6 separate regions of the Mus musculus genome follow, and regions 2, 3, 4, 5 and 6 are each linked to region 1. A link is a contact called in public Hi-C, HiCAR-type, HiChIP or PLAC-seq, Micro-C and capture Hi-C data. All regions are on one chromosome and are shown on one strand. The core of a region is the stretch at or near the end of the contact, and the rest is flanking DNA. Distances in the headings are between cores, read along the strand shown.

Region 1 (4,427 bases), core at 1,137-3,636:
GCCCTGCTTAAACTCCTGGAGTCTGAGGTATGTTACCTGCCAGAGACGTCTGGGTGATTTAAGGAGAGCTCTTGTTACTAAGTTGTCTTAAAAGTTTGCCTGGAGGGCTGCGGCTTAGCTGGGCGAATGCTTTCCTAACACGTGCAAGGCCCTGGCTTGCAGTGCAGCATAAGGGGTAGGATGATAGACACCCGGAGTCTGGGAAGTGGAGGCAGCAGGATTAGAAGTTCAAGGTCATCTATCTTTAGCTCTGTAGCAAAGGTTGGCATGAGATATATGAGACCCTGGAGGTGGGGGGAGAGAACAACTGTGCAGACCTTGAAGAACTAATCCCCTTAAATCCATCCAGTCACTCCAGGAAGAGGTCATGAGGACCATCTGATGATCTATGCACTGCTGTTACACTGAGAAATGAGTTACTAGTTTGGGAAGCTCTGGGTGGAGGAAGGGGCGTGGCTGGTCTCCTGTGCCGGGCCTGAATAAGTGTGCCGCCCTTTCCCTGCTGAGTCATGGTTTTCCCTGTCTTTAACAAGAAAGGCCAAGCCTAGTGGCTCACACTTTTTGGGAAGCTGGGACAGGAGGGCTTCCACAAGTTAAAGGTCAGCCTGGCTACTAAGACCCAGTCTCAAAAGACCCACAAACCAGGCTGGGTGTGGTGGCTCATTCCTTTAATACCAGTATCTGGGAGAGAGAGAGGCAGAAGGATCTCTGAGTTCAAGGCCAGCCTGGTGTACAGAGTTCCAGGTGAGTTCCAGGACAGCCAGGGCAACATAGTGAGACCCTGTCTCAAACAAAACAAAAAACAACCACCACTGAGCTGGGGATATAACTACAGGTCGATGGTAGAGCACTTCCCTAACATGCAGGAGCCCTTGGGTTCCATCCCCATCGTGAAAATAGACTTCCTTTTTTCTCTCATAACTATGCCAGTCAGCAGTTCACACGTAAGACTAACATCTCTACACACATCCAGAAAGACACGCTACATGAAGGTAAATTTCATATACACCTTGAAAATCTGTTTCAATTTATTTACTTATTATTATTTTTTAATTAATTGGTTGGTTGGTTCTCCTGAGCCTGGGTTTCTCTGTGTAGCCCTGACTGTCCTGGAACTTGTTCTATATGGCCTCGAGTACTGAGGTCCGCCTGCCTCTGCCTCCCAAGCGTCCTTGGATTAAAGGCGTTCGCCACCAATGCCTGGTTTATTTTTGTTGTTTTTAACAACTTGTGTATGTTGCGCCTGCACTTTCAGAGCGTGTATGGTGGTCCAAGTGACACTTGGCAGGTATCAGTTCTCTTTTTCTACCATGTGGGGTCTGGGCAGCAAGCAGCTTTACCACTCCTCCACCCCCCACCCACCCACACACAATCTGCTTACATTTTATTACCTGTTTGAGATAAATACTCTAGGGGTAAAATATAGCTGAGTGGATCAGCAATACTTAACACGCACAAGACCCCGGGTTCCATTTCTAGCATCAAAAAAGGAGCAGAACCTTCAGGACACTTCCCAAGTTCCCTGCGTGTTCTTTTTCCACTCCTTCACTTTTGCCTGGGCAGACACTTAACTCTCTTCCACCCTCTCATCTTTTTCTGCTTACAACAAGCCCAGAATTAAAAGGCCATCCATGGGCAGAGGGGGTTCTGCTTACAACAAACCCGGATGTGCTGAAGTGTTCAAAGCTCTTCCTTTAATTAGTGAGAGATGGTCTCTGACAAGTTCAAGACTGGTGCTAGCTCAACCGATCCAGAGAACGCCTAATAAGGAAGGCTGGTGGTCTGATGGCACCGGCCTGTGATCCCAGTTATTCCAGACCGAGACAGGAGGCTGGCTGGCAAGATCCTCGGGCTACAGAATAGCATCGGTCATTTTTGCAAAACTCGGTCTCAACGGTGCAATTTTTTTTTTTTTAAAGAAAAAAATCAAGTGGAATGGATGCTCAGAGGCAAAGCGCGTGGCTGAAACACGTCATGCTCTCATTTCTATCGCCAGAACCGAAGAATGTCTGCCTAATCTGCTTTCTTTTTGCCTTAAATCTGACAGCCAAATACGGCTCCAAACATTTGGGACTACGGTTTCTGAGCAGGGCAGGTCATTAAACTCCTAGGATCCTATTCCAGTCGCACGGGAACACTGCGGGCAGCGGCCGCCGTTGATGGCGGAGGCCGGGGCATTTCTTCGTACTCCGCAGGGTATGGCTAAGAGGCCGGTCTCTCCCTCCGAGTCGTTGCCCCCTCTTCTGACTCCGAAGCTCACCCTCGACGGCCCTGGGGGATAGCAAGTAGCGTTCTCCAGCAGCCGAGCCACACAAAGCTGGCCTGAGTCAGGATAACAACTCCATTTGGGGCACTTCCGGGATGCGGGGGAGGGGAAGCGGCCGGCGCATGCGCAACATGCAGCCACCCCCTGAGAGCAGCGCAGGCTCTGCCCGTTGGACCCTAGCTCCTGGCCTCCTCTGCCTGGGCACCTCTGACTTAAGTGTCTCCCCAGTGGGGGTCGGGGGAGGGAGGTGTTAAAAGATCGTTATAAGGCTATTGTGTATATTTGTGACTTAGATATAGTATAAGCAATATTCTGTGTGTTTGCGACTGACCAATAGCCCAAAGCTGCACTGCAAACCATTCTACCTAAGTGCATTCAACTTTTTTACAAGACAAAAATGCAGGTGCACGATTTAACTAAAGAAAATCAGATCGTGCCAAAGTTTATAAGGAAAACAACGGCGCTCTGCCCACACATCCGCAACTGCTTCACTTTCAGCTTCCTTTGTTTTGCCTCCAGCGACAGATTGCTCGTGCCTTTGCACAATGTCAAAATGTATTAACAGTAAATTCAAAAGCTACTTGGAAGTCTAGATTTCCCTTGGTAAGAGACAATCGGCAAACACAAGTTCTTTTATCTGGATCTTAATTGCTAATACTAACTCTCAGACCACACACCCATACCACCTTGTAATTGTATGAATATTGTCTGTCTGGGTTACACAACAGCTACAACCTGTGAAAGGAAGGGGGCAGAGTCAGAGGTTTTACTGGGGGCAGAGACAGATAGCTTTACAAATGCAGTTATGGCAGGTGATATATAGATGCTAAGATATATAAATATATAAGATATATAGTCTGGACGTTAGGCTAGAGACAGAGAGTCAAGCTGTAGGGTCACAGGGTACAGCCTCACTGCAGAGGCTCAGCTCAGAACTATGGAGTCAAGGTGAAGGCCCTGATCTGGACAGATGAGCAGATAGACTGACAATGGAAATTCTAGCAGTGGAGACTGAGCTGAGCGAGGACTCTGGGAACAGTAAACACTTGGGTGGCAGCTGAACAGTGGTGGTGCATACCTTGAACTCCGGAGGAAGAGTTAGTTCCTGGACAGCCAGGACTACGCAGGAATCCTGTGGCAGCCCTGGTAGAGAGGTGATTGGCATTGCCCGTGGGGTGTCCTTTTATGTAATCTGGGTGAGGGTGGTGCGTACTCGGTTGGTCTAGTGTGTTTCACAGTTACTGGGCCTGGTTTTCCAGATAAGGACGTCATTACACCCAAGTGTGATTCCTACACTCCTAACTTACTTTAACGTTGCAGAAGTGATGGGTTTTGACTTTTAGGACTAAGTTCTTAAGTCTGTGCCTTGTGGGTGTTGCCGGGCGCATGCTGGTGTTCTCGTGAACAGCAAGGCACAGAGTCACCCCTCCGAATGGAGCCCAACGATGTTTGGGCAAGTGGAGCTACACATGGCATGGCAAGGCTCAGCCTGGAAGCCACACTGTGGTGTGACCCAGAGCACAGCATCATCTCCACTCATGCACCTTACAGGCTAGCACAGCACGGCTTAGCTTCAAGCCCAGCGTCAACCTGCTTTCCAGCCACAACTGTCAAGGCTGTACAGATTGCCTCTAGCTTCCATTAAGCGCAGGTTGGGAGTCACAGTCGTTAGACAGGGACGTTGGAAAACAGACAAGTAGAAACAACCGGCTACGCATTCGGAATCGCTGTGGAGGCTTCGTACCAGGACCCTGGTTATTCCCAACTAGACCCCAGCTTCTGAGTTCCTAGGTCACATAAGACCTGAGCACCCTCTGACCATCATCAGCTTTTGGCCCAGCCTGGCAATCTCTGCTGCTCTGTCCCGAACTGGATGGTTTTCCTCCATCCTTCTCATCCTGCAAGTGTCCAGTACATGGAGCCTTTCCGTGCAAGCCAGGGGATCCTCTAAGGCCACAACCAAAACAGAAGCTCACAGACACTTGTCACCACCCTGATGTCCCAGGATGCCTGGCTGCATATGACAAGAGCCAGTTCTCAGGTTCTGGAGGCTCTGACTAGCTTGCACCACTTCTTCTTCTTCTCCTTCTTCTCCTTCTTCTTCTTCTTCTTCTCCTTCTTCTTCTTCTTCTTCTTCTTCTTCTTCTTCTTCTTCTTCTTC
Region 2 (4,427 bases), core at 609-3,108, 870 kb after region 1:
TTACAACTGTAATATTAGGACATGGTATGCCTTGCCAGAGAGGGCATAAGTTACTAGCAGTGAGGAGGACTGGTGTGAAGTGACAGGAGAATGGGCTGTTACATGGAATCAAAACAATCGTCAACATCACCATTTTCAACCTAAAGAAATTCATTTGTCTTTCTCACCTGTACAATGGAATCTTACGGGACATGGAAGACATTCTCCCCCTTCCCCTTTTAGAAAAGATTCATCTTAACTGTGCATGTATGTGTTGTGTGGTTCTGTGCAGCTAAGTGCAGTTGTGAGCTGCTCTGTGGCTTCTCTGCTCTCAACTGCTGAGCCTTTTTTTTTCCTCCAGCCCCAAGAGATTCTCTACCTTAAAAAGCATTCTTTAACCAGGCATGGTGGTGCAAACCTTTAATACCAGCATTGGGGAGCCAGAGGCAGGCAGATCTCTGTGAGTTTGAGGTCAGCCTGGTCTACAAATCAAGTTCTAGGACAACCAGGGCTGTTACACAGAATAGGAAAAAAAAAAAAAAAAAAAAAAAAAAAAAAAAAAAAGGCACTATTCCTTGCTGAGTCTCACTCCTGACTGAGGAAATGTCTACTTTTTTGAAGTGATTTCAAACTTGACCTTCAGTCCTGTAGGCATCAATGCTAAGGATGAGCCCTGCTTACCCTCCTCTGATTTAGAAACACATAGAGGTCTGCTGACACATGCCAAATGAAAAGAGCAAGTCTATTGAAAAGTCACCTTTTATGTGAAATAGGATATATTCTGGTAAAAAGCATGCCTAGCTGTAAAGCAAACTACCATTTCTCTTAAATATCTGGATTAAATAATGACAACTAGAGAATTCTTATAAAATCTGTGGTCTTTTTGATTAACCAACTTAGGAAGGGCTTAGACGATTCTGTTACACAGTTCTGAACGTAGTGAATAAGGAGCCTCGTTTCCATTTACTCCATGTTTACGTAAGAGATGAGCCATCTCAAACATCAATTCACTGTGCATCTTGATTGGATCATGAATATTCCTATAATCCTCAGTGAATAATGGACGGACAGACCGCCTCTTTTCCTCCCCTCCAGATGACACATTTCAGGTCTCTTTATCCTCATATGAAGCAGCACTGCTTCTCAGTGGGTTCTGAGTCCTCGGATATTTCATGTCCCAAGTTCAGACTAATCTGTAATTAGGCTTTGACTACACTGACTGACAAAAGGTCTGACCTGGGAGAGGGGTCACCTTAGTGGTTAATATCAGTTCAGAGCACGATCAAAGAGCCACACACAAAGCACTGCCACATATGTTGAAATAAACCTTAGCCAACTTTTGATGTTTTTAAAGAAAGCATGAAGAAACTCGCTGAAGAGCTAAGAAAATGCACTGAGGAAAAGCACACACCCAGAGATCGCAGCCACCTTACACCATGCTGCCCCAGTACTCCACACCACCTTTAGGACACCGCATGGATGAAGTTCTTCAGGAAAGGGGCTATTCATGGGAGAGCTGGGAATTTATGAAGCCTTTCTTCTTATGGAACACACACAGGGCTATTGAAAACAATTGCTATCTACTGCACAATTGTACTATATAAATGCCCTTTAGAAACTCAGGATCTAGGGAAGTCTAGGATATGGAGAAACAAGGAAACCAGAACCAAAAGGGTCAAAACTATAGTCAAAATTGATACTCATGATTATTTATTCATTGTTCTGCCTCAAGCAAAACTTAACTCAAACATTTCGAATACTATTAAAAATGCGCTCTTTTATGTCCTCAAAGCTTCCTGAAGAAAAGTTGGGAGTAACTGAGCAACTCAATTTGCATACACAAGTAGCTCAGTAGTGACTCATTCAGCATTCTTTCTTTTCTCCCCCAGAGAGAGTCTCTCTAACCTGTTTGTTCTGGACCTCGCTGTGTAGATATGGCTGGCCTCTGACCATAGATCTACTTGTTTCTGCCTCCTGAAAGCTGGAATTAAAGGTATGCACCACTATGCTCTGCTCCAAATCCAGCTTTCTTAAACTTTTTAAAAAGTCATTTTAAGGCAAGGAAAGCAGTCCTTTCAAGCTCCTTTGGTAAACATAACAGAACCTATACCTATCATTTCTAAGTATTCTGAAGTCTAGTCTCCAAAGACTTTGGCATGAACACAGAAGCCTTATATTTGGTCAGTATCCTTGTTAGACTCAGCAATCTTCCTAGTTAGACAATAATGACAAGCTCAGCTCTGCTACCTAGTAATGACTATGGGTCTGTCTTCTTTAACAATGAAGAGCAGTATCATTCAAGGTGCTGGCCAATGTCATAGGTATAAAACCTCAAACTTTTGGTTCTATCATACTCACAGAAAGGCTGAGCTGCTCAGTGAAAGCAATAGTATTGGGATGAAAAACCCAGCTACTTCTCTTCAGACAAGCCAAATTAAATAATCGTGTATGTATTTGTACAACACTGCAATTTCTCCTAGAGTTCTTCCATTGCTGGTCCATACTGAGAACAGTCAGCTAAGGACCCAGAGCTGGGAACAAAGCTCAGCTGGTAGAGAGCTGCCTAACCTGCATAGCCTTGGGATCAGTTCCCAGCACTACATAAACCTAGGGGTTTAAGGTTTAAGAAAGCTGGATTCAGAGCCAGTTGTGATGGTGCACACCTTTAGTTCCTGTATTCGGGAGGCAGGAGCAGGTAGGTCTCTGTGGTTAGAGGCCAGTGTGTCTATGTAGTTTATGTAATCTATGGGAGGTGAGACGGGAGGATGAGAAGAGCAAGCCACCTTTGTGCTTGAGCTACATAGAAAGTTCAAGGCTACATGAGACTTGTAACCACAACGACAATGACAACAACAGCCACAAGAAGGAGGAGGAGGAAGAGGAAGAAGAGGAGGAGGACCAACATTACCACACAGCCCCAGAAACTCAGGTGTGGCCATCTGACTTATAATACTGTTTAATTCCGTGGCCACTTTGAGAGGACTGTTAGACATTTGTATGAGGTGTGTGTACCAGGCAGCTTTATCCTACTCCTAAGGTAAGCTGCTGTGTGGTGGTCTGGCTGCCAGCTCCACTTTCCGGTGGGCACCGTCACTCTGTCCAGGAGAGCACACAGAGCTTTCTGGGGCATGCACTTGCAGTATTACCAGCCTCACATAAGTTTTGTGGAAGACATTCATACCCAGCTAGACTCATAGTCTAACAGAATATTCTAAATGTGGTCTTATATTGATGATTCCTTTAAAATCATACTTTAAAATCATTCTGTAGGCTAATTGTGGAAATGACAATATTTGTTTATTTTCTTCCTTTCCTTCCCCCCCCCCTTTTTTTTTTTTGTTGAGATAGGGGTTCTCTGCATAGCCCTGGGTGTCCTAGAACTCACTTTGTAGACCAGGCTGACCTCGAACTCAGAAATCCGCCTGCCTCTGCCTCCCAAGTGCTGAGATTAAAGGCGTGTGCCACCACTGCCCGGCCTCTTTCCTTTTTAAAAAAGACTTTTTTTTTTTTTTTTTTAAAAGACAAGGCTTTGCTTTATCCCAGGTTGGCCAAGAACTCACTTTGTAGTCCAGCTGAGTTTTGAACTTGAATTCATGGCAATCTCCTGACTCAGCCTTCTGAGTAGTGAGATTACAGTAATACCCTCCCATGCCTTGCTATGCTATGCTCAATTCTTAGAAAAGCCAACATTAGAAGTATTATAGCATATGCTTTCAGGACCAGATATAGTAGCAATCAAAAAGAAAAAAAAGAAAAGCTTTTATGACCCTCATGATCATCTTTTTCTAGTAAAGACCACAGAATCTATCACGAGGTTACAGATGGGTACTGTGAGTCACTTTATTTTGTGTTCAGCACACAAAATATTTCAAATTATATCAACTCAATTATGATAATACAAATGTAAAGTTATTTGACATTCTAATTCATTAGTGATATATTGTTTTCTTTCTCCTCTAATAGCTAAAATATACTTTGTCAAAATGAATCATTTCATTTGTCAGTGTATGGTTAGTATAGAAAAATCTAGATATCACATTTCAAAGATATAGTGACACAGGCAACTACTTGAGAAGATGGAAAAAGTCAGGAGATTATTCTGTTCCATCAAAGTAATTATGGCTTTTAAACTTCATAGTGTTTTGTCTTTTCTGTATTTCTCTTATTTTTAAAAGTATATTTTACTCTGAGTTTGCTAGGAGGAAAGCTGAAACACTATAAGAAAAGAAAAACCACCCAGGCAGCCCTTAAAGAGATAGGGCATCATTTATCACTTGCAAAGACAGATTTATAAGAAGAGGGCCCCTTCTGTTCCTTTAAGACTGCAAAACAGATGGGAAGTGAATGGATAGTCAATGGGACAAGGAAACACATGGGAGGTGCTGCAGGATGCATGTTCCCAGCACAAGAAAGGAGGCCAAGATTGTAACTGCATGACTGGGTCCTGG
Region 3 (4,427 bases), core at 1,403-3,902, 830 kb after region 1:
TGGTTTTTGGTGGAAAGCATCCAGAGCCTCCTTCCTGAGGTCAGAATCAGACCTTCTCTCTTTCTCTCCGTAATAATGGGAACAATGATACCTACTTTGTAGACTTCCTCAATGCCATAGAGACAAACTGTGTAGAGTATTTGAAAGGTACTAAGAAATGTGAATTATTAGTGTCCCTGCCTATTCTTGACACTATAAGCAGTATACTGATGTTAGATGACACTGATTATTAGGTGGCACTTCTCTGTGCAGCAACTAAGGAGTACATGGGACGCCTGTAAGGTATGTACTAAACTGAAGGCTATCCAATATGTACAAAGTAAACATTTTCAGGCTTCAGAATGGCCTTAAATATGGATTGTCCTGCTCAGTTCCAGGTGTCTAGTGACAGCCACAGATACTGGCTTCAATCTTGGGCTCATTAGCTTCCAAGGGGGCCAGAGGCATTGCCCCTCTCATGGTGGCATTTAAGGCAGCTAGGTGGGCTGGTGGGAATGGGGGAGGGCTTATGCGAGGCAGATCCTGATGCCTGAGTCTCTGCTGACTGCTAATTCATTCTTACATAAGTTCAGGTATCAGAGATCATCAAAGGAAACACACTAAGCTCATTTTGGAATGAAATTCAAGATCCACAATTGATGGGGATTCTCAAATCTGTCATTTAAAAGTCCTCCTAAACCCATAAGAGCCAACCAAGCCTTTAGGCCATCCCAGGAGGCTGATATAGTGCGTCTTATCATCTTGCAGGGGTTGGGCTAGACCAAGTCTTCAGCCACTGGGGAACTTGGATTTTTTTGTCAGCAACCACTAACATGAGGGAGGGTTGAGCTAACATTCTGCACCCACTTTATTAATGTTAGGAGAAGGCGAATGTCATCTGATAGTGAGAAGGCTAGGCTGACTCCATGACAGGCTTCAAATTGGTAGTTAAAGAGAACTAGGCCTAAATCTCTGTTTCCAAGAACTGGGCAATTCCAAACAAGTCCTGGCCTCAGAAGCTGCCCTGCCACCTGGCCTGAGGCAAGGCCAATGGGTCAGCGGCAGTTTCCAGACTTCCTCAGCTACTTCCTCAGCAACAGTTTCCAGACCTCCCCAGCAAGTTTCTAGCTCCCACATTCCAGTAATGGAATGTCCTTAAAGATAGACCCAACAGATTAACACAGATGTCACCTACCCTGGAATTCCCTCTGGGTGTTTCTCTGTCTTGGTAAAGAGAGATCTCAGCATGCTGGACTTCTGCAGAATAAAACTCTCTTTTCGTTTACATACAATTTGAGTCGGGGGTACCATTTGGTACCATTCTTTCAGAATCCTTACACGTTAGCATGGCTTTTGTTGCCCCTGGGAACCTGCCAAGCAGGCAAGGGGCAGCAAGCACTTCCCAGTGCAGCTCTGGTGGCAGCACTTCCCAGTCTATCCTTCCAAACCTGTTTTGGTCCAAGCTTTGCTCCTCTCAATAGCTCTAGAACAAAGGACTTGTACTTCCGGTTTGTTCTCTGTTCCTTGGTAGCCTGTCAGCCCAACTACAACCTTGAGCAGCAGCACCAGGGGGACAGATAAGAGATTTGACTTGAGAGGGTGACTTGCCACAGAATCAAGAAAGACCTTTGGTGGGTACTGCCAACCCCTTCCCCATACTTATGAATTGGTCCCCTGGTTCATTTACTGCTGGGCAAGTGCTCCCAAAATGTCCCTGTAATTGTGGAGTACCTCAGAGATCCTAGGGAGCAACGAACCTCAGTTCCACATCCTAGAGCCAGGCTCTGTTTTCTGAGCTGAGAGATTGTATTATTTTAGAGATGGATCTAAAAATACAGGAGCACACACACACACACACACACACACACACACACACACACACACACGAGCACACGCCTGTTCGTGTTTGTTCAGCAAACGTGTCTACCCTCTTTTTCTCACTCCTCTCCCCCCATCCCCACCCCTCCCGTGTTTGTACTGGGTACCAGGGAGGCCTCTCACGGGCATACAGAGAAGAACGGATACACAGAAAAAAACGATGCCTGGCTTTGGGAGCACCATCATGCCCCTGTCCTGAGCAGCGAGCATTTGGCATCGCAGCTGATCACAGGAGACACCGCCTCAAAACAGAAAGCCAGCCTCCCCCATTCAGAGAGAGGAGAGGTCACAGAGACCCAGCCACTGACCTGCGGGCCTCTCACTCACTCGTCTGATCACGTGCAGCTCCCAGGGGACTCCATTGTCTGCAGGGACAAGCTGGGGTTCATTTGGGAAACTGTCTCTGGGAATGGAAAAGGAGATTTCAACCGTGGAGTTAGACTTTTGTGTTCATACAACTGTGTTTTGTTTGGGGGTTTTGTTTTTTTCAAATAATGCTACACAGAGAACCCTAAGAAAGTCCCCAAGCCGAAACAGACAGGCACATCGCTTCTTTTTATTCTATCAGTCAGGGGGGAAAGAGTAAAAAAAAGAAAGAGAGGGAGAAAAAAAGAAATGAAAGCAAGGAGAAAGAAGCCCCTTGAGCCCCCTCCCCAGTCCTTCCCACCAGCCACGTGGTTTGCACAATTAAATCTCAATAGCTCCTTCCTGGGCATTGTGAGGGCTGTGATTGCCCCATAAGGAGAGTCTCAGCGGCATGCAGAGGGACTTGGCTCTCCATAGCAGAGTTGAGGGTCACGCTGTCTCCACAGCTCCTTCCGGCAGCACCTAACTACACAGACTCCTTCCAGGTCTGAGTGGTTCCCAGCAGCGGGGGAGCCTGGCAGGAAGCGTCGTGGGCTCCAGCCATGGAAAACCTGTCTGGCCATAAAGAATGCAGAGGACACTGACATGCCAGCTTCGCTTGCTTCTTTTTCTGGGGTTACAATGAGTTCATCGCCAGCGCTAGGTTGGTTTGTAGCAAAAGCTGGGACTTCCTCTTCCACCCAATAGAAATCGTGCAGAGTCTTAAAAACCCCATATTTTCCATCGAAGAAATCCTGAATTTTCAAATTCCCTCTTAATAAAATTGCAAGCTCAGGAACAGGTGAACATCTTAAATCTGAAGCCTCATGTGGAGCAGGCCTTAGTGACGTCAGAACCAGAGGAGGGGTGGAGCCCTAGGCTGGGGGGCGTGTCTCCCTTTCCCTTTCCCTGTTCTCCTTGTTTCCTGGGCCACCTGCGGAGAGCTTGCCTTCCTTTGTCCCTTGACCCCTGCCACTCATCAACAACTCTCTTCCTGGAGACCTTGTCCACTCCTACTGCCTCCACCATATTTCTCTATCTCCATGTCTCTGAGAGTAACCTGCCTAGACCCGCTGCTTTCGGTAATTTTCAGCCCCTATCTCCCGGTCTCCATCACGTTTTGCTGCATTCTCTCGTGTGGTGTTTTGCCGATTCTGTTTACCTGCCCACCACCCTAGGTCTGTGGGTGTCCGCTTTCCTAAAGCGTCATCCCTTTAACACAGTTGTTCATGTTGTGGTAACCCCAATCAAAAACGTATTTTCGTTGCTACTTTATAGCTGTAAATTTGCTACTATTTCGGATTGTAATATAAATATTTGTGTTTTCCAATGGTCTTAGGCACCCCCCCCTCCGTGAAAGGGGACTCCCAAAGGGGTCTCCATCCATAGGCTGAGAAACACTGCCCTAAGGGAGCAAGTATCCCTCCAGAGTGGTGTCTGAGATGCCTTACTCTGGGAGGCAGCGACAGATCTGTGAGTTCTAGGTCCGCATGGTAAGTTCTAGACTAGCGCAAACTACATAGTAAGAGCCTATCCAAAAAATTAAAAAAAAAAAACATATGTACATATAATTCTGGGAAGTGTCACTTCCTAAGGCATTCCTGCCAAAACGTGGGAACTAATTTGACAATTCACATAGCAAGATAATGTACGTGAACACACACACACACGTATGACACATATTCACAATTCACATATATACAAAACTACGGTCTTTCTGGTGTCATGGCTGGGGCACAGTTCTGTGGGAAGAAGAGTTCTAAAAGAGAACTGAGCACACTGGTGTGTGAAATGGACAGCTGTGCTAGAGGAAGCGTGTGCAGTCAGTTTGGATGGGAAAGTCAAGGCAGACATCAGTGACCATCTGCGTGAGTAGATGGAGCCTTTGATGTTTTGGAGAAAGAAGCAGGGTGCTAAGCCTTCTGTTGCATTCTTATGAGTATATGATACTGGAATGGTTCCTTGCATGGAGATGGTGGGAGGGATGTAAAATACACATTTTTAAGGCTGAGGCGGCCTGGACCTCTATCTCTTTGATAATACTAGGTGTATTATCACAGAATGAAGTTTGTGGCTCCTAGCTGTCCCCATCCCTGGAAAATAGGCAGCTCTGGGACCCCGTGACTCTGCTTTGACATCTGTCAGCTACTGTGGGTCCAGTAAGAACCCCAAGATGTATGCTGTGTGAGACCCTGGTGGTGTGGCCCGTGCTAGCTCCTTTTTTT
Region 4 (4,427 bases), core at 1,077-3,576, 690 kb after region 1:
CTTGTTAGATGCTTGGAAAATGAAAGACTCTGGTCTCCCAGTCACAACCTGGGTTACCGGTAGGAAGGCTAACCAAAGCAAGTACTGTAGGAATACGGGACAGCGCTCACAGCACGACAAACCAGCACAACTAAACATAAAATAGCATGGTGAGTTTCTTTTCAAATGTGTCTTAGGTTCTCTCCTCTCCTCTCCTCTCCTCTCCTCTCCTCTCCTCTCCTCTCCTCTCCTCTCCTCTCCTCTCCTCTCCTCTCCTCTCTTTTCCCCTCCCCTCCCCTCTCCTTTCCTCTCCTCTTCATATTTTAAGAATCAGAGAGATTAAAATAATTTTTTTAAGTACACTTGTAAAATCTAGGGGGAGGGGTTGGTTTTTTATTTGTTTTTATTTTTGTTTTTGTTTTCTTCTTAAAGACAAGGCCTCACTAGGTAACCCTGGCTGACTTCGAACTTATGCAGAGCAGTCTAGCCTGGAAGAGCCATCCACGACTCCTAATTCCTTTAGGGAACAAGTAGAATAATCAATAAAGTATTCTGTTTGCCTTTTCTTCCTAAAAGTAAAAATAATAATAAAAAAGTTTGTTTTGTTTTGTTTTTTAAATCACTGACTAGAATTGTAGTGAAATGACACCTCATGGAATAGATCTAGCAGCCACTGAAACCTATCAGAACCCAATTACAAATACAAAAAGAATGATAAAGATGTTCTAGACTCTAGAGAAAAACAGGAATCTTCATAGCGGCAGATTCATGGTGTTAGGGAGTTGATAAAAGCTCTGAAAAGCTGGGTGTACATCACTAACCTACAAGCAGCTCTCTGTCAGCCTTGTTCTCTGGAGTGAGAATCGAGAATGTGATGATATCAATAACCCCGACTACGCTCAGCTGTGCGCTTACTGTGTTCCAGGCATCCTGTGCATGTGGCATGGATCATGGTCATTAACTCTGGGGCTGGTGGGATGGCTCAGCAAGTGACGTTGCTTGAGGAGCAAACCGGGCTACCTGAGCTCAATTCCAGGAACATGTATCAATGAAAAGAGAGAGCCAACCCCATAAAGTCATTCTCCACGTGTGCACATCGCTCGCCCCTCACACTAATAAATCATAAACAAAAGCAACATTTCAAAGGCATCACTAAGAAGACGTTAATCCTTAAAGGACTTGATGAAAAAGATGTATGGGCAGGTACAACTTTTAGATTCTCCCTCTAAGGATAACGAACCCCAAACAGAATGTTTCAATAATTTACCTAAGGTCACGTGGTGCAAATCTAGCTGCCACATTAGTTTGGTTCAAGATCCGATGTTTTGTTTTGGTTTGGTTTGGTTGGTAGGTTGGGTTGTTTGTTTGTTTGTTTGTTTGTTTTGTTTTGTTTTAAACTTTAGTTTTATGAAAGAAGGAAAGGGGAGCAGAGGTGGCTATTCAGATGTTTATTTTATGCTAGCTTCTTTATACATAGCTCATGGACCTTGCCGACATAGCGTGAGACTCCTGCTATAGTGAAAAGCTCGAGGCAAAAGACAAAGAAGCCAATGGCTGGCTGGTAAGAGGCAAAGCCAGAGCTTGCCTTCATATTTCTGACTCTGAACGTTTAATGGTATTGTTGTTGTTCGTTTACTAACTCATGAAATGTCAATGTGGCATCCAGGCACGGAAGAATGTTTTAAGAAATCTCCCCCACTTAACCCTTCGTTCTTCGTTCCAGTTTGCTTATCTGGTCTGCTCATTTAAAGCCAGGAAGTAGGTGTATGTGTGGCAAGAGGGCGCCTGCCTAGACGGCCTGAGAAATTGGGCTGACAGAAAGAAAAGTTCAAGACCAAAGAAAAAGATGATTCTGGCTTAGTCATTGTTTCTTTAAACAGTTTGGTATTAGAGGCTTATGATTTCTTTAAAGGAGTCAAAGGGGAGAGGTTGGAGCAATCCAGTAGCTCAATGTACTAGACTTCCCAGACTTTAAACCAGCATAACCCTCAACTGAATTTAGAACTCAAGGAACTCTGATCAAGAACATTGTCAATGCATGTTTATTTTATTTTAAAGTGCCATGCAATTTACAGTGCAACATATAAGCAAATTATTATTTGAAGAATTTGAACTATATCAGAAGGCACTCAGGCCAAGGCAGCGGGCATGTGGTGCAGGCCTTCTGCCCGGGCATGTCCTGCACGTTGAACAAGGCAGACTCGAGGGCAAGTTCTTGGGGCTCTTCTGAGAATCTTGAACCTTTGTGTTCCCTTTGCCCCCACCCACCACTGCCCCAAGCCTTCTGGAGCGGTGGTTCTCACACTTGACAGGACATCAGAGTGAGCAGGCTTGTTAAAACACAGATCCTTAGCTCCACCCCAGGAATTTCTGATTCAGGAGTCCGGGTGTGGCCCCAGATTCGCATATCCAACAAGCTCCCAGCTCGATGCTCTATTGCCCCAGGGAAAAATCCCTCTCTTCTCTGGTAAGGCCCTTCTGTGGCCTCTTGAACTGAGCAGACAATTTCTGTCTTTTCTCAAAGCTCTGTGAACTCACTTAAGGAGGAAAGGAAGTATTAAAAGGCAGCATACTGGTCTTCTGGGGGACATCACAGCTGATGTAGCCTGGCATAGATTTCTAGTAACAAAGCTCCCAGAAAGTCTCCCATAAGCCTCTGCTTTGGCTCGTGACTCTACTAATTCAGACCCCCATGATCAGAGTCTGAGCAAAAGAATGGTGTGCGGTAGAACTGCGGACCGTCCAGGCTGGGCTGCTGTAGCCACGAGTCACATGCAGCTATGTACTACAATTTCTTGTATAGTAACTTAGTCCCCTCTCTGATGTATCAATCATGTGGAAACCTAATCTACTATTAAAGGCTTAAAGGTGAGGTTCTTAACGATTATTAGTATCAGATGAAGCCATCGGGATAGAGCCCCTAGAATTGCCTCCTGGTAGCTTCATCAGGTAGAAGAAAGGACAGCACACACACACACACACACACACACACACACACACATACAAGTACACGTGTACATTCAAGCCCCTGCCAGATGTTCTGTGCTGTTTTGGGACTCTGCAGTAAAAAAGTCATCACCAGATGTGGTCCCTCAACTTCGGGCCTCTAAAACCACGAGTCCAAGGAAACGCCTTCCTTTATAGCTCATCTCCTCTGTGGTGTTATTTTTACCATCTACAGAAGTGGATGACGACATTATGACAATTAATAAAAATCAAAGAAATTAAAGAGCCATTTTATCGTCCACATTAGCCCATCTCAGGTGCACAGTAGTTACAGACAGCTGACGGCCACCCTGCCAAACAGCTCAGACACAGACCATTCTTGTCAAGACAGAAAGCTCTGATGGCTACTTAGGCCTTGACCAGTGCTGCAGAGTGAGAGGGAACAGGGGCAGGGTGATGGAGTGTTTGTGTCAGCATGTCCTTGTCTCTTGTGTCAGCACAGCCAGAGACTTTGTAAAGATTCTGGACCCCCTCAGAACAGAACCCGAGAGTCTATGATCCCTTTTTCCTGCCTCTTCACTGTACTACAGTCTGGTCTACGACTTCTGGGCCGAATGCGAAGTGGAACTTTTAGGACATCACACCGATAGACTTGAGCAGAGGATGAGGCCACGGTGGGTTCAGAGTGCTGGACTCTGGGAACATAGGCTGCGGCCATCAAATGTGTGCCTTGTGGCTTCCCTCCCTATGCCCTGTTAGCTTTTCTGGCCTAGGTCCTGCAAACGGTCCTCTCCAGCAGCAAACCCCATGCCTTCCCTGTGAGCTAAGACAAATGGGCTCATTCAAAGAGGAGCAGGGTGGATGCCCTCCTGAGAGAACTAAAAAGGAGGCCCAAGGGAGAGGGGGAAGGGAGGATAGCCCATGTCCCGCCAGAATTCCAACTATGCTCTGGACAGGCAGACGCGGGAGGGCTGCCAGACAAGACCATGTCACCAAACATCTTAGACTGTCATTTGTTTAACCTGGGTTGTTTTATAGGTATAATTATATTTATTGTATAAAGCAATGGGTTCTACTGTAACATTCTCATACTGTTATAAAATACAGTGCGGCATGACAGGGGACGGGGGATAGGGGATGGGTAGTACATGGTGGGCCTATGCCAAAGTTTCCCTTGAGAAATTACACCATGCAACAGACCTGATATATGGGAGGTTATTTAGGGGAAAGAAGGGGGTGAGGGCCTGGAGAAGGGATAGAGGCAGGCAGATGGGAGCAGAAGCATGGGGCCCGAGACAGGGGTGGGTGTGGTAGGGATAGGGACACAACGTGGGACAGAGAAGGACAGAAAGAAGTATGTACCACAGCCCTACTGGGGCAAAGAAGGGAGGTCTGGTGTCTGGTGTCATGCCGAAGCGGGAGGGGACTGGAGGGCAGAAGCCCCCCCCCCCCGCCCCCAATGGGCAGGTGTCTCCATCCCTCCTGGGCTTGCACATGATGGG
Region 5 (4,427 bases), core at 588-3,087, 600 kb after region 1:
GCTTTGTGGAGAGATATGTAGCCCAACAGGATTAGCCAAATATATTTAGTTCTTTGGGGAGAGGAGAGGATACGGTAGTAGATTCCAGCCATAATCATCATCATCATCATCATCATCATCTTCTTCTTCTTCTTCTTCTTCTTCTTCTTCTTCTTCTTCTTCTTCTTCTTCTTCTTCTTCTTCTCCTTCTCCTCCTCCTCCTCCTCCTCCTCCTCCTCCTCCACTCTTCTCCACCCTTCTCCTCCTTCTCCTCCTCCTCCTCCTTCTCCTCCTCCTCCTCCTCTTCCTCCTCCTCTTCCTCCTCCTCCTCCTCCTCTTCCTCCTCCTCCTCCTCCTCCTCCTCCTCCTCCTCCTCCTCCTTCTTCTTCTTCTTCTTCTTCTTCTTCTTCTTCTTCTTCTTCTTCTTCTCCTCCTCCCCCCTCCTCTTTCTCCTCCTCCCCCCTCCATCTTCTATGATTATAAAGTCCTCAGTCCATTTCTGTAGTTTGACTATTTTGACTATTGTCTTTCAGACTCTAGCATAAAGACATTTTCTTGGTGCCCTTCTTTTCAAGCTTCAGATTTTGAGGCCTCAGGAAAACAAATCATGAAAGTGACCCTACAGAATTCTGTGCTACCCCATGACTCCACAACAGCTGGACAGTGGCTATGTGACAGATGACAGACATTATTAGCACAAACACTGAGGACAAACAGATTGACGGGACAACTTCCTGCTTTCAGGCTTTCTGAATCTCCTCATGGGTGAAGACATTCCATGGCATCACTGGTGCCAATCAAGGTAACACAGCCACTCAGCCAAGGCTTGACTTGAGAGCATGGGTAGAGACAGGTTAGGCACATCCTTCTCAGCTGAGCAGGTGGCCTCTCAGATGGGTATAACCATCTAACACTTTCAAAGGAGGCAAGGGTGATGTGAACAAAAGTAAGGGTTTAGAGAAACAAGGGAACAGGAGAGTACCAATGCGTTTAGATGCCAAGGAACAGCTGGGTACAAGTCAGGTGCAGGAGGAGGAAGGGAGGGGCATCTTAACTCCCATGAGGGGTCATAGAAGTCTGAACCCTTCACCATGACTGTCTTCAGGACACCCCTGCTCAGTTATAAGGACATGCCCTGGGAAGATTTCATGAGGCAGGTTGGGACTCCAGTATGCCCAAGGCTCACTGAGTACATGACTGCACCACACACCCGGTGGCAGCCTGTAGCCTCTGGTCTGACTCTTGGTCTCCGTGGTTACCCAACATGCCTATGATTGTTAATCTCAACTGTCTACTTGGACAGATCTAGAATCACTGGGAGATGGGCTTCTGTGCATGCCTGTGGTGGATTAACTCGATTAGGTTAATTGAGGTAGGAAGACTTGTCCACTGTGGGCGGTGCCATTCCTTAGGCTGGGATCTTTGACTGTATGAAAAAGAGGAAGCCAAGCACAAGTGCTCACCAATCTCATTTCCTGACTGTGGACACAATGTGAGCAGAGCCTCAGGCTCTTGCTTATCTCCCATGATGGACTAAATCCTGGCCTGTGAGACAAAATAAACCCTTTCTCCCTTAAGTTGTGTTTGTCAAGGGCATTTTGTCACTGCAACAGGAAATTTAACTAAGACATCCTCCTTGCCACAGCTCTCTACCAGAACATAACCCCAATTGTTTAGGGACTAGCTATGACTGTACTGCCCAATTCTCCTGGGGACCATCCTGAAGATGCACTGGCTGCTTGGATGCCTTAGGTCACTGCTGAGAGAAGCAGAGGATCTCTTTGTGTGTGAGTTGAGTTGTGGTCGGGCTTCCCACTTCCTCCCTATGCAGTGAACATTCTTCTCACGTGAGTAATGGATTGGTTGGGCTGGGGAAGCCAGCCAGTGTATTAGCACGAACTCAAAGGCTCCCTGCACCTGGCGTGGGAAAGGCTGCAGACCTGTTTCGACAAGTCTTCTGGCTGTGCTTTGGCAGGTTGCTCCATTACCTCACCGAAATGAACATCTGCTCCTTCCTCCTGAACAATGACTGAAGCCTCACGTGCCTTGCAGGCTTCTACCTGTGGGACACTAAGGCCTGCATGCCCAGCCCTTCACTCTGGACTTTGCCTCCAAAGGTTTAGATGGGTCTGCTGGACAAAGATCTCATGGGGTTAAATGCTTTGGGAAGAACTGATGTTTACTGATGAGAAACAGCCCAATAGACTTTTCAACATCTTTTTAAAAATTAATTTTTAGTTATCACATCAAATAATGCACTTCATGACATGGTGACACATACATGCCATTATACTTTTGGTTTTTATCTATCTCTCCATTTCCCTCCCCACTTCTCCTTTCTCTCCCTTGCTGGTCTCTTTCCTTACCCCAAGTAGAAGTCCCTGCTTTTGTGTGACTAACTTTATTACTCCGTCTTGTTCTCCACCCCCTCTCTCCTCCCTCCCCTCTCATTCTTTCTATTCTTAAATTTAAATGTAGATTCTGCAAATGCATCTCACCACCTTCAATTTCATAACATTTAACAAGTCTACGAGACATGCTAAGAGCTCTAAGAGCAGCTTGCCCAGTTCCTGATTCTATTCAATTATGTGAATTCCCCCAGAGCCCACCCTTTGTCACTGTGATTGCCTCTTTGCAGGCAAGAAGTCAGCTGAGCTTTGTCTGGAGGAGATTCTGAGGGCTGCTACCGTTTGATTCCTTGGCTTTGGAGGGGAGACTGTAAGTAGGGGCAGCCATGAACACATTAATCTGGGACAGTCCCTGCTCATATGGGCTCCCCCAATATAATTATAATTGACATCCACCCCTTTTTCTCTCAAAAGTGCCCTGATTTGGGGCATAAATGATAGGACCCAGAGTCCAGCTGCTTGGCATTTTGAAACCAAAGAGCATTGTTAGATTTCTTTCTGCCCATAACTCAGTCTGATGTTACCCGGTGACTCACCACTTGATCTCTGGCAAAGCCTGATGTTTGCCACTGGGCCCTGAATTCTTTCTCCATCACACTCGCTCAGTCTAGTAACTGCTTCACCTTCTTGACAGACTTTCTGCAAAGGCGTGAAGAGAACACCAGTCCCTGTCCCCCAGGAAGGGCCACCGTGTCTGTGACCCTTCCAAACATCTCCTGCAGTGGCAGCATTTCTGAGCCCCTGGGCGTGAGAACTTGGGCTCTGCTCTGGCTGGTTGGTTGTTGAGTCTTTGCTGTCATTCTTTCTCAGCTTTCAGTCTCCTTCTGGAACAGTCACTTTCTTGCTGGGAGGTGCTCTGCAGGGACCTGGGCTAAAACTTGTCAGGAAGCTGTCCTTACTCAGGTGATGGGATAATGAGAGGGAATAGCCAAGTGTGGAGGATATGAGCTGGTGATGAGTTACTGAGGAAAAGAAATTAGACAAAAAAAATTCAAAGTAATATTTTTGTTCTCTCTCTCTCTCTCTCTCTCTCTCTCTCTCTCTCTCTCCCCCTCCCCCCCTCCCCCTCCCTCCCTCCCCCCTCCCCCCCTCCCCCCCTCCCTCCCTCCCTCCCTCCCTCCAGGGTTTCTGTTCTTCGAAAACTCACTCTGCAGACCAAGCTGGCCTCAAACTTAGAGATCCATCTGCTTCTGCCTCCCAAGTGGCAGATTAAAGCCACTGCTTGGCTTTTTTTTTTTTTTTTCTGTAGTAGACCAAACATAGCTGTTTGAAAACCAAAATGTAGATGCTTGTCTTTTCAGACTCCTTTGAGGTCTCCTTTATAGGAGAAATGCTTTCCTTTTTTACTTGTCAAGAGCAAATAGTGAGAAATATCTTTAATTAAAAAAAAAAAAAACCTAACCACCCCCCAAACCCAGCCCTCGTTCGTCATTTAAAAGCTGCAGGAGGGCAGTGAGGAGTGGGTGTTTGAAATCTGCTTTGTTGTGGGTGTAAATCCTAGGTTCTGACTTACCGGAACATCTCAGGCAGTAGAGCTCCACAGCTTCCTAGTAGAGATTTCTAGTAGTCTTCCTAGTAGACACATCTGGGACAGACCCTTAAATCTGTGTCTTCTTGGAATTTTAAAAAAAGGAAAAAAATAAAGAACGTTTGCTGTCTAAGAATAGTCTTTGACAAGTTGCTCAGAGTAGAGATCTAATAAAGCAACTGTCCCCTTGCCCCTTGAACAGCCATTTTGCAATCTTTTCAGTCTCTTCCGTTCCCAACCCCACTGTACAGTTTGCGTGGTCATCTTCTGAGCATGTTGAGAAAATACATACTTTTTTTTTCTTAACTTCTTTGTTTTCTCGGTTATCTGGTACTATCTGGTATTATCACCATGTTTCATTCCCTTATATGTATGTTTTCAGTAGATTCACATTGGCTTTAAAGACCCCAATTTTTAGCTTCTCTTTATGATTTCTCTCACCAAAGCAACCTGTAATAAACATCTAATCAACCCAGCAAAACCTAGTCAAGGCATGTTGGTGGCTTTATGCC
Region 6 (4,427 bases), core at 1,411-3,910, 560 kb after region 1:
TATCCAGCCTGGTGGGCTTAGTCATTTGAGAATTTACTGAATTCTGAGGCCTTTGACTAATGAGTGGATTAATCCATACTTGATGGATTCATACTATGATGGCATTTTCGGGAGGCACAGCCTCGTTGGAGAAAGCACGTGCCCTGGATAGAGATACCATTGCCCTAACCTTTCCAGTTTCCCTTTGCTCCCTTATATTCACCATGTGAGCAGCCTTTCCTTCCCTGTGCCCTTCGGCCATGATGCTTCTGCCTTGGCATACGCTTAAAGCAATGCAGTCAGCTGACCGTGGTCTGAAACCCCTGAAACCAAACCAAACAACCTAACCAAAATAAGACGAAAACTTTCCTCCTTGTAAGTGGTTTCTGACCAGCATCTTATCACAGTGTTGAAACAGCTAACACAGCAAGTTGGGTCCCTGATGATGTTCAAGCCTACATTTTGATGTGTTTTCTTTGATTGCTATACTGGCTAGTTTTGTGTCAACTTGACACAGCTGGAGTTATCTCAGAGGAAGGAGCTTCAGTTGAGGAAATGCCTCCATGAGATCCAACTGTAAGGCATTTTCTCAATTAGTGATCAAGGGGGAAAGGCCCCTTGTGGGTGGGACCATCCCTGGGTTGGTAGTCTTGGGTTCTATAAGAGAGCAGGCTGAGCAAGCCAGGGGAAGGGAGCCAGTAAAGAACATCCCTCCATGGCCTCTGCATCAGTTCCTGCTTTCTGACCTGCTTGAGTTCCAGTCCTGACTTCCTTCAGTGATGAACAGCAGTATGGAAGTGTAAGCCGAATAAACCCTTTCCTCCCCAACTTGTTTCTTGGTCATGATGTTTCTGCAGGAATAGAAACCCTGACTAAGACAATTGCCAACCTTTATAATACTAGGCAAAATCAGATGCAAGAACAATTTTTGGGAAAAAAAATGTTCACATATTTCCTTACCTATCTCTATTCTGGAAAGTTGAAAGTCTTGCTTCATCTCAAATACTCCTCCCCACTCCACCCCCATGTACAGCAGAGTCACTGTAATGCAGAGTGGGAAGAAACCTCTAAAGTCTTCCAGCTGCACAGATAGAGAAACTGAGGCGCAGATGCTAAGTCAGTGCCCGAGTCCTGCCCAAGGCTTGTTCCTTATTAAGGACTCAACTCCAACCATGATCAGAACCTCTTGCCAATATTTCTCAACAAATGACAGTACAATGTGACTCATTTTTGACATTATGTAAATGAAGGAAACAAGACTGAGTGCCCTTCTGTCCAGAGAGCAGGAAATGAAGGCTGTCTGGGGCCGCATGTTCCCAGGGACATACTGTGTCACAAATGGGGTCTAGAAGAAGCAGGTCTTTGTTCATGGCCGACTTCACTGAGTTCCTCTCCTCAGCCGTGACTAGCAGGATTGGCACCCGACCCATTCTTCCAGCATCAGCCAGAGGCCACTTAGGTTGTCCTCTGCCACCAGAGGCTGCCCCCTCCCCCAGAGTCTGCCCCCACTGAAAGCAGCATTAGTGCTCTCTGGAATAGATGTTTCAAGCCAATCGGTGCCTCCCTCCCATAGGAAGCAAAGCCATTTGCCACAACGGAGCTTATACTTTTGCTCAGAGAAGTGCTGAGTTGAGGCTGTTAGAGATTATTGGGCTTTTATATTTTAGCTCCCCCAGCCCCCGCCACAGAGTAACAGCAGTTCCTGTGAGGGACAGTCTTGTGCTCACCTCAAGCAGGGATTGGTTATGGAGTCTCTCCCAGCTCTGGCTTCTTTCAATTAGGCAAAGCAGTGTTTTTCATCAGAGTTAACTATGGTGAGACAGTCCAGAAATGGAAGAGTGTAGAAGAATGATAGTGTTTTCCAGAGACTAGGCAAGCTGGGGGAGCTATTAGAGAGCATCAGACACATAAGGAAACTCTGGCCCAGGGAGAAGCAAAGGCGGGGAGACCACAGAGCCAGGTGGCTGCAGCTGGACCAGAAAGCCTGAGAACTGGGCATTAGTGCTGAGCTGGCACACGTTGTGCCAAACACCTGTCTTTCTAGACGACTTCATAAGCCTGATGCAGACCACAAGCGTGTTTTCAAGAGGTACCATTGGCTAACGTAGAGACCCACCAAGAAAAAAAAATGTCAAGGACTGGGGGCTGGAGAGAGGGCTTAGGACTTGAGAGTTCACACTGCTCTTGCAGAGGGCCTGAGTTCAGTTCCCAGCACCCATAGAGGCAGCTCATAACCATCTGTAGCTCCCGACGATGCCTTGGTCTGGGACTCACGTGCACATATATACATACAGACAGGCGTGCATATGCATAATTTAAAATTAAAAATAAAGTTAAAAACATTTTTTAAGGACTGAAGGATAAAAGATGTTGAATAATTTATCGGAAGCCTTTGAACACACTCTCCCGGGGCGGGGGATGAGGCGGGAAGGCCCCCTTCCTTCCCTATCCACCAGAATCTTTACTGTTCCTTCGCCTGAGTCAACTGGACACGGTCGAGCTTAGCCCCCTGCGCTTCTCCTAGGGTTTGACCGGAACAGGCTATCTAAGCAGAAGGGACCCCTTCCCTGGATCACCTGCCATCAGAGACTTTCAAGCCTTTCTTCGCCCCTCCCTTCCCGGCTCCAGCCGGGGTGTTGTGCAAGAGCCAGAGGAATTTGTGATAATGGAGCCACATGCCCAGGCTCAACCCAGGCCCAAGGAACTTGACCTGAAGCAGGAGGGTAAGCAAGAACACTCCTAGCTCCCAGGCCAGAAGGGTGGCCGGCAGCCACAAGGAAACTCCTAGTGGTCCTGAATGCTGCCAAGGAGGGGGAGGCTTGCCTTCTTATTTATAGCATTGCGATTGCAGGGGCTGGGATGGGGGGAGCTCGGATCCCTCTTGAGCTTGGCGCATGATTCATTTCTCCTCGGGAGCTGCGGGCCGAGGCAGGGCGTGCGCTCTGGCAGCCTCCGGCCAGCCGCACACTCGGGCCTGCTCGTTTATTTATGGTGCTTTATCAGGGGCTGTGCACCGCGGCGATAAAGTTTATGAAAAGAGGCGGCGTCTCCGGCGGCGGGCTGGGCCCCGGCGCTCCTTTCCCACACTGATTAGGATCAGCCGGGACTTTGGAAGCGGCAGTTAAGGATCAGGGTGCCTGGAGCTGGCTCGCCTTCCTGCCGCGCCCAGCCTGGCCGGCTGCTGGCCCGCGTGGGTGGGAGGGCCGCGCTGTGACCTGGCACGGGGCAGGAGCAGGGCAGCCTGGAAAATCCAGCGTCCAGATCCCAGCTGAAGCCGTAGAAAGGGGCTCAGGAGCCATTTCTCTTCTGAATTTGGCAACTCCGACCCTGTGGGTTTTTGTTTTGTTTTGTTTTGTTTTGTTTTGTTTTTTACTTTTCCAGTTCCCAGTTCTTTTCGTGTGTGTTTATTCTCCCGGTGCATTTGGGCCCATCCCTTAAGAAGACTAAGTCTCTGCAGCGAGAATATCTTTAATCGCTTCAGAGATAAATTCAGAATTACTAGCTCCGGTCTGGGGCCTCTCAGAGTCGCAAAGGGTGGATTACAGAGTAACTGCAGCCTAGGGTTATAAGGCTCCAAAGCAGGCACCGAGGCTGGCACTTGCCTCGGTCTTACTGACTTCCTTAATTTGTGGTGACCTCAGGGAGGTGACAGTCCTAGCCAGAACATTTCACTGTGTGATAAAATGACTCAGAAAGGCAGGGGCTGAACTTCAACTGGACTTTAGAGGCAGGAAGTGCAGCTCAGTGGTAGGGTCCTGGCTCAGGGTTTGATTCCTACACACAAACATACACACACACACACACACACACACACACACACACACACACACTAACCTAAATAAATAGAATCAGAGCCCACTCACTTAACGTCTGGATTTCCCTTCCTTCCTAGCACCGAGAACGGTGAACAGGACAATTATCCTGCCTGAGAAGGTCACTGAGGTATTATGGTCTTGAAAACAGGGGTCATGTGTCTTCATGTGTCAGCCTGACTGGTTTAGAATCACCTAGGAGATTGGATGGCTGGGGCTTATGAGGATGCTTCCAGGGCGGCTTACCTAAAGAGGGAAGGCCCACCCTGAATGTTAGCAGCACCCTCCTATGGTCTGGGGGCCTGGACTGAGTATGAAGAAGAAGCAAGCTAAACACTAGCGTTCATCTTTGTTCCTTCACTGAGATGGCCATGCCTTCCATGGACTGATGGCATTCCTTCAAAGCAGGAGCCCAAGTGAACCTTGCTTCCTTAAGCTGCTTTTACTAGGTAGTACATCACGGCACAGAGAAATATAGCTAACACAAGTAGATGTTCGCTAGACATGGTGGTGGGAAGGTAGGTGTTTCAGACAGAACAAGCCCTTCATAAAATTGACTCTCGGGGACAAGCTGTGTTCACCTTCTGCTTCTCTAAGGAGTGGGAGGGCAGAAGGCCAGCGACTCTGAGTTCTGTG

What was found. Hi-C and Micro-C count contacts between places; a contact is called where the count stands out from the background. HiCAR-type assays count read pairs that join an accessible place to other places. HiChIP or PLAC-seq counts read pairs in DNA pulled down with a chosen protein or histone mark. Capture Hi-C pulls out chosen DNA fragments and counts their contacts.
Region 2: a HiCAR-type map of astrocytes shows a contact between it and region 1, with 2.5 times the contacts expected there. The contact joins two enhancer-like sites. A contact is called at or near these places in 4 of 484 Hi-C or Micro-C datasets (the G1E-ER4 cell line, pre-hematopoietic stem cells, pro-B cells and 1 more), 5 of 115 datasets of contacts at active chromatin or transcription factors (the NIH/3T3 cell line, astrocytes, embryonic stem cells and 2 more) and 1 of 9 other capture datasets (embryonic stem cells).
Region 3: a Micro-C map of embryonic stem cells shows a contact between it and region 1, with 2.1 times the contacts expected there. The contact joins two enhancer-like sites. A contact is called at or near these places in 1 of 15 datasets of contacts at CTCF or cohesin (large pre-B cells), 1 of 484 Hi-C or Micro-C datasets (embryonic stem cells), 3 of 115 datasets of contacts at active chromatin or transcription factors (astrocytes, embryonic stem cells and pancreatic cancer cells) and 1 of 9 other capture datasets (embryonic stem cells).
Region 4: a contact with region 1 is called in a capture Hi-C map of embryonic stem cells, with 4 times the contacts expected there. The contact joins two enhancer-like sites. A contact is called at or near these places in 1 of 484 Hi-C or Micro-C datasets (muscle stem cells), 5 of 115 datasets of contacts at active chromatin or transcription factors (embryonic stem cells, extraembryonic endoderm stem cells, large pre-B cells and 1 more) and 1 of 9 other capture datasets (embryonic stem cells).
Region 5: a Hi-C map of the C2C12 cell line shows a contact between it and region 1, with 5 times the contacts expected there. The contact joins two enhancer-like sites. A contact is called at or near these places in 1 of 484 Hi-C or Micro-C datasets (the C2C12 cell line) and 1 of 115 datasets of contacts at active chromatin or transcription factors (pancreatic cancer cells).
Region 6: a contact with region 1 is called in a FOXA1 HiChIP or PLAC-seq map of pancreatic cancer cells. The contact joins two enhancer-like sites. A contact is called at or near these places in 1 of 484 Hi-C or Micro-C datasets (uterus) and 4 of 115 datasets of contacts at active chromatin or transcription factors (embryonic stem cells, extraembryonic endoderm stem cells, microglia and 1 more).

What each region holds. Positions count from the first base shown.
Region 1 is chr16:30,508,625-30,513,051 of GRCm38.p6, reverse strand. Tmem44 (transmembrane protein 44) reads left to right here. Exons shown (of 11, transcript NM_001384248.1): 11 at 1-1,197. Among named protein-coding and RNA genes, the nearest start is that of Gm52252, 9.3 kb to the left of the region's middle. Within about 2 kb of position 2,386, at least 403 of the 459 cell types and tissues checked have an H3K27ac peak or open chromatin away from gene starts, as enhancers often do. A contact at or near this core is called in the C2C12 cell line, astrocytes, embryonic stem cells and 4 more, where this site is marked.
Region 2 is chr16:29,642,517-29,646,943 of GRCm38.p6, reverse strand. The region is part of intron 27 of Opa1 (OPA1, mitochondrial dynamin like GTPase); the gene reads right to left. Among named protein-coding and RNA genes, the nearest start is that of Opa1, 65 kb to the right of the region's middle. Within about 2 kb of position 1,858, at least 9 of the 459 cell types and tissues checked have an H3K27ac peak or open chromatin away from gene starts, as enhancers often do. A contact at or near this core is called in astrocytes, where this site is marked.
Region 3 is chr16:29,681,431-29,685,857 of GRCm38.p6, reverse strand. No RefSeq gene overlaps it. Among named protein-coding and RNA genes, the nearest start is that of Opa1, 100 kb to the right of the region's middle. Within about 2 kb of position 2,652, at least 67 of the 459 cell types and tissues checked have an H3K27ac peak or open chromatin away from gene starts, as enhancers often do. A contact at or near this core is called in embryonic stem cells, where this site is marked.
Region 4 is chr16:29,820,945-29,825,371 of GRCm38.p6, reverse strand. No RefSeq gene overlaps it. Among named protein-coding and RNA genes, the nearest start is that of Gm46567, 9.6 kb to the right of the region's middle. Within about 2 kb of position 2,326, at least 25 of the 459 cell types and tissues checked have an H3K27ac peak or open chromatin away from gene starts, as enhancers often do. A contact at or near this core is called in embryonic stem cells, where this site is marked.
Region 5 is chr16:29,908,786-29,913,212 of GRCm38.p6, reverse strand. No RefSeq gene overlaps it. Among named protein-coding and RNA genes, the nearest start is that of Gm52263, 22 kb to the right of the region's middle. Within about 2 kb of position 1,837, at least 67 of the 459 cell types and tissues checked have an H3K27ac peak or open chromatin away from gene starts, as enhancers often do. A contact at or near this core is called in the C2C12 cell line and pancreatic cancer cells, where this site is marked.
Region 6 is chr16:29,944,729-29,949,155 of GRCm38.p6, reverse strand. No RefSeq gene overlaps it. Among named protein-coding and RNA genes, the nearest start is that of Gm32796, 26 kb to the left of the region's middle. Within about 2 kb of position 2,660, at least 312 of the 459 cell types and tissues checked have an H3K27ac peak or open chromatin away from gene starts, as enhancers often do. A contact at or near this core is called in embryonic stem cells, extraembryonic endoderm stem cells, microglia and 2 more, where this site is marked.